2 separate regions of the Mus musculus genome follow, and region 1 is linked to region 2. A link is a contact called in public HiChIP or PLAC-seq data. All regions are on one chromosome and are shown on one strand. The core of a region is the stretch at or near the end of the contact, and the rest is flanking DNA. Distances in the headings are between cores, read along the strand shown. Region 1 has its middle 14 kb from the start of Gm23440. Region 2 has its middle 46 kb from the start of Fstl5.

Region 1 (5,370 bases), core at 2,765-5,264, 2.9 Mb before region 2:
GTCCTCTACCATCATCATGAGATATACTTTTAAATCCGGGTTTAGGTTTTCAGGTGTGTTGGGGTGCCCAGGACTGGGTAAGGTGGGAGTGCTGTGTTCTGATGATGGTGAGTGGTCTTGGTTTCTGTTAGTAAGATTCTTACATTTGCCTTTCACCATCTGGTAATCTTTGGAGTTAGTTGTTATAGTTGTCTCTAGTTAGAGCTTGTTCCTCCCGTGATTCTGTTATCCTCTATCAGCAGAACTGGGAGAGTAGCTCTCTCCTGAGTTTCAGTGGTCTGAGCACTTTCTGCAGGCAAGCTCTCCTCTTGCAGAGAAGGTGCCAAATATCTGGCATTTGGTCCTGCCTCCTGGCAGAAGATGAAGGCCTGAAACAAGTCCTGTCCCAGAAGCTGTTAGCTTCTGTAGTCTACACTCTCACCCGCTCAGACTAGTCTCAGAGGGATCCGGGAACCAAGATGGCTTTCCTCTGGCAGGGATGGTGCCTGGATGTCTGGAGCCCGAAACGGGGTCTGACTCAGAAGCTGTTCTCTAGTGACATTGGGGGTGTCTTCCGATTCCTCACCCAGGTGACCCAGTGCTGGCGCCGACCAGAAGGGACTTGTGACCCTGGTCAGGCTGGGTTTTCTGCTTCCCTAATGCTGGTCCTGTGTTATTGGAATGGAATAGAAATTGTTTTCCACTCACCGGTGGTCCTAAGATCTCATGGAGAGTCCTCTCGGGACCTTGTGGGTATCTGCTGACTCTGTGCCTAAGGTGACCCAGTGCTGGCGAAGACCGGAAGGGACCTATTGTTTATTTCTTTTAAAAAAATGAAGTTTCAGGAAAATGTGTAGAGCTGTATAAATTATATCTAGTGAAGTAACTAGACTCAAAAAAAGCAAATACCACCTGCTTTCGTGTGTTTGTGTGTGTATATTCCTAGAAAAGGGACCATGGAAGACGAAGTCTGAAAGATAGATGGTTTATATGACATTTACAGAGAAAGGGGGCTACTTGATGGGTTGTTGGTTAGCAGGAGAGTGAAGGAGCATGGGAGAGCTTCGTCCAAAAAAGGCTTATCGATAAATACAAAGTAAGTATAAAAATGTCACAACAGAGCCATTTACATTTTATGCTAATTAAAATATAACGTAGAAAAACTTCACAATAAAAAGAAACTGAAGAGGGAACCCCTTTTGTCACCATGGTATTTCTTCAGCTAATCTTGGCTTGATGCTGTGCTGGGACTAGGCTGAGAGCTACATGGAAAGTGATTTCTCTGAGCTGGGACCTCCATTTCATTTTCCTGTTGACTGTTATTTCTGAAGGTCTCAGCTGCATTCCTTGAAAGTGACTGTAGAGTTCAAGACAGTTTTACCAGACTCGACTTAAAGCATATATAGAAAGTTAAGGCGGCCCCACCCGGGCGGCGCCGCCCGCCCGCGCGTCCCTTAGTCCACCTGCACCAGGCAGGAGAGCAGGCTCCCCCCGGCTCCGCCACCGTAAGGCGCTGGGCGAGCCCGGAGCTTGGGGGCTCTTCCTCCCAGGCGGCGCTGAGCGTACGAGGAAGAGGCAGCTACGGCGGCGGCGGCGGCTGTGGCAGCAGCGCATAAAGGGGCCGCCGCCGGGTGATGCGGTGACCGCTGCGGCAGGCCCAGAAGCTGAGTGGGGCCTCGGCCCTCAGCTCGTCTGATCCGCGCTCCCGGGAGCTCCCGGTCTTCTCCGGTCGACTCGCGACCGCTCGGGCGGCCTCAGGCCCCCTCGCCCCTTCCCCGTCCCTCCCCCGTCCCCGTTCCCGCCCCGGGGGCCGTCGCCACCGTTTCCCACCATGGCTCTGAAGAGAATCCACAAGGAATTGAATGACCTGGCTCGAGATCCCCCAGCACAGTGTTCAGCAGGTCCTGTTGGAGATGATATGTTTCATTGGCAGGCTACAATAATGGGGCCAAATGACAGCCCCTATCAGGGTGGAGTATTTTTCTTGACAATTCATTTCCCAACAGATTACCCCTTCAAACCGCCTAAGGTTGCATTTACAACAAGAATTTATCACCCAAATATTAACAGTAATGGCAGCATTTGTCTTGATATTCTACGGTCACAGTGGTCTCCAGCACTAACTATTTCAAAAGTACTTTTGTCCATCTGTTCTCTGTTGTGTGATCCCAATCCAGATGATCCTTTAGTGCCTGAGATTGCTCGGATCTACAAAACAGATAGAGAAAAGTACAACAGAATAGCTCGGGAATGGACTCAGAAGTATGCGATGTAATTAAAGAAATTATTGGATAACCTCTACAAATAAAGCTAGGGGAACTCTGAGAGAGAGAAAGTACTTTTGATTTCCATTTGACTGCTTTCTATGAGCCCACGCCTCATCTTCCCCTGTGCACATGTTTACCTGACACAGCAGTGCTGCGTGTTGTACATACTTGGAACAACAAACTAGAAATACTGTACTTCTGTACCAACATTGCCTCCTAGCAGAGAAGTGTGTGTGTGAGAAGCCAGTTCTCCGGGCATAACCTAGGTGTGAGACTAAAAGCTTTCCTTATTGACTTAACTTTGGATAATGGCAAGATGTGAGGGGTAGTAGGTACACAGTGTGTGCTTGGATGGGAGGAAAAGCTCCAGTGACCCATAGGAGATTGTCCTTAAGTGGAGTCCATCCAATCTCAAACAGTCATAAAAAGCAAGGTGAAGAACGTGAAGCTGTTTCTATATTCATTTCATCCTGAAGGACCTACAACTTAGGTGAAAGTTATGACCAAACAGATTAAACTACATGCTGTGCTTTAAGGTCTAAGGTTAACGGATCAACATTTAAATGGACTGGAGCTGTTAGTACATAAAGTGTGGTGGGCTTTGTTCCCAACACTTCACATCTCCCTGCCCTTTCAGCCTTCCTCCTTTTAGCCCCTTTCCATAATCTTTGGTTTGTATGTGGTTTCTCAGTTAATACATAGCTAATAGCTCTTATTTTTCTTATGTTTTTAACTGCTTTAGGCCTATTTCGATGTAAGGGTGGAGATGTATTTGATGGAAATCTGTGTGTATATTTAAGACCCTGTTGCTCCTCTGGAGCTTGTACGTTCACGAATGATTCATCTGTGTAATAAACTGATTACTACAGTCATTACAAAAAAAAAAAAAAAAAAAAAAAAAAAAAAGAAAGTTAAATGCCATCAGATCTTTCTGTTATCTCATGTCTGAAGCCTCTCCTGTGTCACAGGAGGAACAGGGTCAGGAGATGGGAACTGCGCGGTGCTGAGAGCTGTTGAGCATGGTGACACATGCGAGTAGGCCTGGCACGTGGGAGACTGAGGCAAGAGAGTAGGAGTTCCAGGTCAGTCTAGGCTACATGGTGAAATCTTGAATCAGAAGCAAGGCAGGGTGATGCAGTGCGGTGCGGTGCGGTGCGGTGCGGGGCAAACCCAGCAAAGCATGATGGGACAGGCCTTAGGGCATAGCTCTTTGATAGAGTATGCATGTGTGAGGCCTAACTTTCTGTCTCAGATACAGTAAAACGAGTGTCAGGACAAAATAAAACACAACCCCGTGATGTGAAGGGAATGTCACTGTGGGTTTCTCTTTCTACTCGCACGGTACCCGAGGGCATTGCTTTGTCACTATTTTATTCTTGGCACTTTCCAAGTATTAACCATCAAGTAGTGTTCCTTTTTCCTCAGTAAGTTTCGAATCGACATTGTAGCGTTTATTGTGTAGAAAAAGAATTTTATCTGTTGCTCGCTCATGTTCAAAATGCTGTTTCTTCATTGTCCTTACAGTTTTCTCGCATGTTTCCCTAGAAAGTTAAACTTAGCTTTGTTCTCCACAGTTGGGGTTTTTCTCAGCGGAAGCAGTTTACCCACAGAATGAAATCTAAGACAAAGTTCTTACTTGTTCTCTCACACACAGGCAATGTGTTTTTTTTTTTTTTTCTTCTGGTCAGCTGTTAAAATGCTTAGCCTCATAAGTAGTGGGAACTCTAATTCAGATCAATTTTATGAGACTTTTCTGGCTAGAGCAAAAGGATGTGGTCAGGAGAGGGAGAGAGGAAAGATCTGAACTCACCCTGGTTTCCTCCGGTTTGGGTTAAACTGAAAACCGACTTTTTTTTTTTTTTTTTTTTTTTTTTCTCACGATTCACTTCTTGGGTCCACAGAGGCTCTTCTCATGACATCTCTTGGGAATCTCAGCAGCGGTTCCCACGACCCAGGGTGGTGGCTGTCTTCTGCAGCGTGTCACTTTATGGTGAATATTTGGGTGTTCCTTGCTCTCATGTCTTCACTAGGGGCATGGTATACAATGCATCTATACCGCCTCTATCTCTGAGCCAGATACTCTCATTAGTATCTTAAATGGCATCCACTCCCCTTCCCTGGTGATAATATTTCAGCTTCTGCCCCCAGATGGTAGCTTGCTATCCATGTCTCTGTTGCTGTGATAAACACCATGTCCGAAAGCAACTTGGGAAGGAGTGGGCTTGTTTCACCAAACCATCGTCCAGAGAATGCAAGGCAGAGAGAGACTCAAGGGAAGAACCTGGAGGCAGGAACTGAAGCAGAGATGGGTGTACTGGCGTGATCATCTCCCTTTCTAATACAATTCACACCCACCTATCTAAGGACCACAGTGGCCTGGGCCCTCCTACATCAATTAGAAATCAAGAAAATGCCCAGAGACATTCCACAGGCCAATTAGATGGAGGAGAGCCCTCTGTTGTAATGCTCTCTTCCTTGGTGTGTCTAGGTTAGTATCACATTGATTAAAAAAATAAACAAGACATTATTTTCATTGTCTACAAAAATATCTTGAATATCTTTAAGATAATACTTAAGTCTTTTTCATGTTTGATGGCTCCAAAGAATCTAGCTTATCAAAGACTATAACTTACTGTATTAGTCATGGTTCTCTAGAGAAACAGTCCTGATGGTAGAATAAATGTATATATTAATTTGTTAGACATCTGTTAGGGCGGCTTACAGGCTAGACTCCAGTTAATCCAACTACCGCTCTCTACGAATGGAAAGTCGAAGAATTCAGTATTTGCTTAGTCCAAAAGGCTAGGTGTTTCAGTTAGTCTTCCATATATACCAGGATCTTGAAGAAATAGCTCTAATTCCAGTGATGGCATGGGCTTGACAGCTAGAACAAACAGGCCAAGAACAAAAGCTTCCTTCTTCCATGTCCTTTATATACACTGCCAGCAGAAGGTATGACCCAAATTAAGGGTGGCTCTCCCCACCTCACAGTTTTGGATTAAAGGGGTGTCTTCCTACCTCAAATAATTTAATTAAGAAAAATCCCTCACAGGTGTGCCCAGGCACTTGGTTTTCACATGTATTGTACATGTAGTCAGCTTGACAACCAAGAATGGCCATCACA
Region 2 (4,978 bases), core at 337-2,836:
CATAGAGGCTCACAGAGTCTGAAGTGGCAGTCATGGAGCCTGAATGGTTCTGTGCTAGACCCTCTGTATGTATGCCACAGTTATTGGCTGGATGTTTGGGGGAAACTCCTGGTAGTGGGTGTTTCTGACTCTTTTGACTGCCTTTGTGACCCTTGTCCTCCTGTTGGGTTGTCTCATCCAGCCTTGATATGAGTGTTTGTGCCTAGGTGGGTTGAATCTTGACATGCAATGCTCTAGTTGATGTGGGGGTGGGATTGGAAGGAGTGGAGAGAGGGGAGGCTATGGTCAGGATATAATGGAGGAAAGAAGAATAAAAAAATACACTATTCATTAAAAGCAATTCTCTCACTTATGAAAGTTAAGTACTTTTCATCTGAGCAAAAATAATACTGATGATAAGGCTGAGAGCAAACATTTATTGAGACTTTTTTTTTTCTAGTTGGGCTTTAAGTGATTTAAATGCTTGAATACAGTTTAAATAGGCTAAGCTATAAAGCAATGTCCTTGTTTATGCAATACAATTGCAGTCAGCGCTGCCTTCTTTATTTTCCCCCACTGCTTCTACAAAGTACCATGACAGAAACAACCTCAGGAAGGAAGGGTTTGCTTTGGCTCATAGGTGATGGCCCATTGTAACTGGAAAAGCATGGGGGAAGTGGTGTGAGGTGACACTGCATTCACAGCGAATGATTTCCAGGACAGCGAGAGATAAAGAGAGAAACCCTGTCTTGAAAACCTAAAAATTAAAAAGTAAAATTAAAGAAGCAAAAGTGAAGAATAGAGTTGAGACTCACCCCCAGATCTAACATAAATGTCAAGTAGATGTCTGCCTGTATTTATTTCCAAAACAAAAGGCAGGCTCAGCAGAGCAAGCCAGCTCAGGAGCCCAGCCTGATCTGTGAGCAAGGCTCTACTTAAGACATTTTGCCTCAAGGAATAAGGTGAAGAGGAGTGGACGAAGACTCTTGAAGTTGGCCTCAGGTGTTTATGTGCACCTGACAACCCTGTGCTCCCGTAGTGCAACCTTGCACACACATGTATACCATACTACATACAGAGACACATTAAAAATAGGTAATAAACTCCAGTTAAGTAGAACCATTCTAGGGTGTGGTTGCTGATGTTTTAAACCACCAGTCTCTCCTATTTTGTTACAGAGGTTTTGAGAAACTGATTCAGATGTCTTTTGCACATAGGCCATGTATTGGCATTTTGTTGGTTTGGTTCTCTCTCTCTTTTTTTATTAGGTTTTAAAGTTAGCATACAAAGTAAAGTGTTTAATTGTGGCATAGCTGTGCTTAATTAAGCATTTCCACACTACCATTTCCTGACATCTGTCTTATTTCTCACTGGTCTTCTGCTTCCTTCCACAACCCCTTCCTCTTTTATATCACAAGCATTTATTACCCATTCCTTTCCTGTTGGGGGGGAAAAGCCTTTTTAATCTAATATCTACATTAACACAACACTGTAAACGGATGATACGAATAGGCACAAAATTTAATTATAGTTCATAACCAACTTAACTAACTTTGGTTCTCTAATTAAAAGAGGAAGTAAATGACTCCCCAAGGACCCTAAAAAAATGTTAACAGTAAAATGATAAAATAGCCTTATTTGTACAAATGCACAAAGTGCACATGTCCAAGCACACAATGGTTATTTGGTCATTACAGTGATTAGACTGGACCAAATTTAGGAAAGTAGCAAATGGAGGGGAAGGTATTGCTCACTATAGATATCAAGAAGGAGAGATCAAAAGAAGAATAAGTAACATGTAAATGTTAACTCACATTTCTCTTCTAATCTAAATATAAAATGAGAAGAGAATGAAACAAAGAAGGGACCAAACTTCTACTAGCTTGTGTCCTATAGAGACGAATTGTGTTCATATTTGTCGAAACAACTTTTGGGTTTGGTAAAAGGGACTTTGGTCCAGTTTGCTATATTCACATTGAGAGAAATAAAGCTTCATTAAAGGTAAGTAGCTGCTAGCATGAGGTATCAAAGGCAGGCAGGCAGGCTTCTGTGTGCGATCACAGGAGCCCAATCATTCAGATCACTTTCTGTTATAAGTTTTTAAGTGAATTGTAATGTATGTAAAATAACTAGCAGATATTTTATGAACAAGAATAGAAAAGGATGCAAGGACACTCTTAAGATAATCAGCCAGATGTCAGAGATGGGAAGAGTGTTACAAGTCTCATTGCTGTCGTGCCCACTTGATTGGTCAGAACTCTGAAGGAGGGCCACAAATAGAGTTCACCGTAGTTCAGACACGGACGAGTCCTTCTCTCACAGGAAGAAACAACATGAATTTGAAAATATCATTAAGTTTGACGTTTTATTCTGCTGTGCCGAGTAAAAGGATCCTTAGCAGACAGAGAAAGTAAATAACTTGAAAGCAGCGGAGATGAGTGAGAAAACAGCTTGAATGGCCAAAGAGCCTCATAAAAACTGCTCGGTATGGATAGGAATTAGCCAAATTTTAAGAAAATAAACAATAATTGAAAGAAAAGGCAGAGTTGTAATGTGAGTTTGATGTTTACAACTCCTGTTGTTTTGTGTCTCAGCTAAAAGTGGGATGCATGTGGAACAGACCCATAAAAAATAATTGGCACTTTGGTGTGGGGTTGTTCTTTTCAATTGAGGAAACTATAGGAAAAAATATTAGGGAGCTTGTTTCATGCAATGATTGTGTTGGTTCATTAAACACAATGCAGAGCCAAAACGTACAACTTCTGTGATCTCACATAGGAGTCTGCCTGCTTTTGATACCTCATGCTAGCAGCTACTTACCTTTAACAAAGCTTTATTTCTCTCAATGCTAATATTAGCACACTGGACCAAAGTCCTTTTTACCAAACCTGAAAGTCAGTTTGACCAATATGAACACAATCCATCTCTATAGGACATAGGCTAGCAGAAGAAAAATTATTTTGATTAGACTAATATTTGAACACCAACTCTTTTATTAGGTGGTTGTGGGTTTCATCAATCCTCCTTATACTGTGAAAGTCAGTGTCTTCACTTATGAAACAAAGCTGATAAAATCCTGCTGTGCACCTGCCTTAACTCAAGGGAAATAGCAATTTAAAGGACAGCGTCAAATCTTGCTAATTACTATTCCTGAATGCTTGGCCATCTATCCATCATCTGTCTGGCTTTCATCAGTCTCTCCATCAATCACCTGTCATATCAAGATTATAAGATATGCCCATCCTAATAATGAATAGTTGATCTTTCTAGTGTTCAGAAATTGTTTAAAGTTTACACTTATTCACTACATTTTGTTATGTTCATTGATCATCTGACAATCTAACATATACATATTTGTGATATTATATAATACATATGTCATCTAAATATATGTTATATATGTAGTATAATATCACATGTAAATTGTATAACATAAACTCTGTAACTATATCTATCTGGTAGGATAATGAATCTACTCAAAACCAGTAAGAGTAGTTTTAAGGTCATGAAGTCAAGCAGAAGAAAGTTTCACTAAGTGTGGTGTAGCTTGAACACTATAAACAGAAGTATTTGTACTTTCATTGTGAGAACGGAGAGTTGATTAAATCTGTATGTGGCTGTGCAAACCATTTTCGTGGTTCAGGCTTTGTGTGTAGTTCACTTTCGGTATTAAATTATTATTCTGCTTAGCTTATAATAAGGATAATTGCATTTAAAGAGGTTACTGAATGTTACTCTGAAACTTACTGGTGCTTTTAACATCTAAATCAGTACTTGGGGAAATACTAGCTCTTTAATCTACTGATACAAGGAATAAAGAATGAAGAATTAAACATAAAAAAAAGCAATTCATGTTATAAACTTATCACTTTAATCCAAATTTTTATAATTACTCAGATTAAGACTGTGCTTCAATATGTACCAATTATAAGAAGTTGTCATTTAAGAGAGTTCATTTAAGGATCAAAGAATTACATCTGTAAATACTTCAATTAAATGCAAATAATGCTAAAAATGTCAAGCCCGCTGTTGCAGTGTTTGTCATTCATATGTTTATAGTGTCATTTACAGTGAGCACTCTCTACCCAGTCTTGAGCATTGCATTATCCAAGACTCTATTTTGTTAAATATTTTTGGTGCTACATATGCCCATTGCTAGAGCAAGCTTAGATAACCTTTATTTTGGTGCACAAGAATTTTTAAAAATGTGAATAAAAATTTTAAAAATTATTAACTATAATTATCCTTACTTTAAATGCTCTTATTAGTGGCTTTATTTTTATCACAATAGTAATCTACTGTTAGAACATTTCTATTCTATTGACAGTATAATCATTTTCACTGTGATTAGTTAATGAATTTTAAGAATCATTTATAATAGAAATTAGTTGCAAATTTCCCTGAGTAGATCCCACATATTGCTGTATCACAGATTGATTACCGTATTTCATAAATTTTATACCTTTCATTTTAATGCCTTTTTTCATCTAGATATTATATAAAAGCTTACATTATATGTTTTCATTGATATCTACTTAATTAATAATTAAAGGATGCTTGGAGAAAATAAAGGATGCTTAGAGAAAATATGAATATACTACATAACAGCATACTAAGTTATATAAATATATTTGATGTTTGTAACAATGTTCTAGATATAGTTAATGCTACATTTTTTTAAAGTTAAGAAGCATGATATAAACAATACTCAAACTATCATAGAAACTAAATAAAATTAGAGTGCTTTTTATCTCATTTTATATAGCTTTAATTTAAAAGAAAAATACTACTTGTAAGATTTCTCTATTTCACCCTAGGTAGCTCACTTTGATATTAAAATGATTCTTTGTTTTGTTTCTTAATCCAGTCTGAAGTTTTGGGTAGTCTAATTTTCATCATTATTCAACAACTACATCCTGAATTTTCATTAACAGAAAATATTTGTTGAAAGTTTTACGTAAGCCACTGTCACATGATCTCTGTAATGTCAATATTTGTA

The links. HiChIP or PLAC-seq counts read pairs in DNA pulled down with a chosen protein or histone mark.
Region 1: an H3K27ac HiChIP or PLAC-seq map of large pre-B cells shows a contact between it and region 2, with 22 times the contacts expected there. The contact joins two enhancer-like sites. A contact is called at or near these places in 4 of 39 promoter capture datasets (cranial neural crest, frontonasal cranial neural crest, maxillary cranial neural crest and 1 more) and 1 of 115 datasets of contacts at active chromatin or transcription factors (large pre-B cells).

What each region holds. Positions count from the first base shown.
Region 1 is chr3:78,963,240-78,968,609 of GRCm38.p6, reverse strand. It overlaps the pseudogene Gm9762. Among named protein-coding and RNA genes, the nearest start is that of Gm23440, 14 kb to the left of the region's middle. Within about 2 kb of position 4,014, at least 33 of the 459 cell types and tissues checked have an H3K27ac peak or open chromatin away from gene starts, as enhancers often do.
Region 2 is chr3:76,026,204-76,031,181 of GRCm38.p6, reverse strand. No RefSeq gene overlaps it. Among named protein-coding and RNA genes, the nearest start is that of Fstl5, 46 kb to the left of the region's middle. Within about 2 kb of position 1,586, at least 4 of the 459 cell types and tissues checked have an H3K27ac peak or open chromatin away from gene starts, as enhancers often do.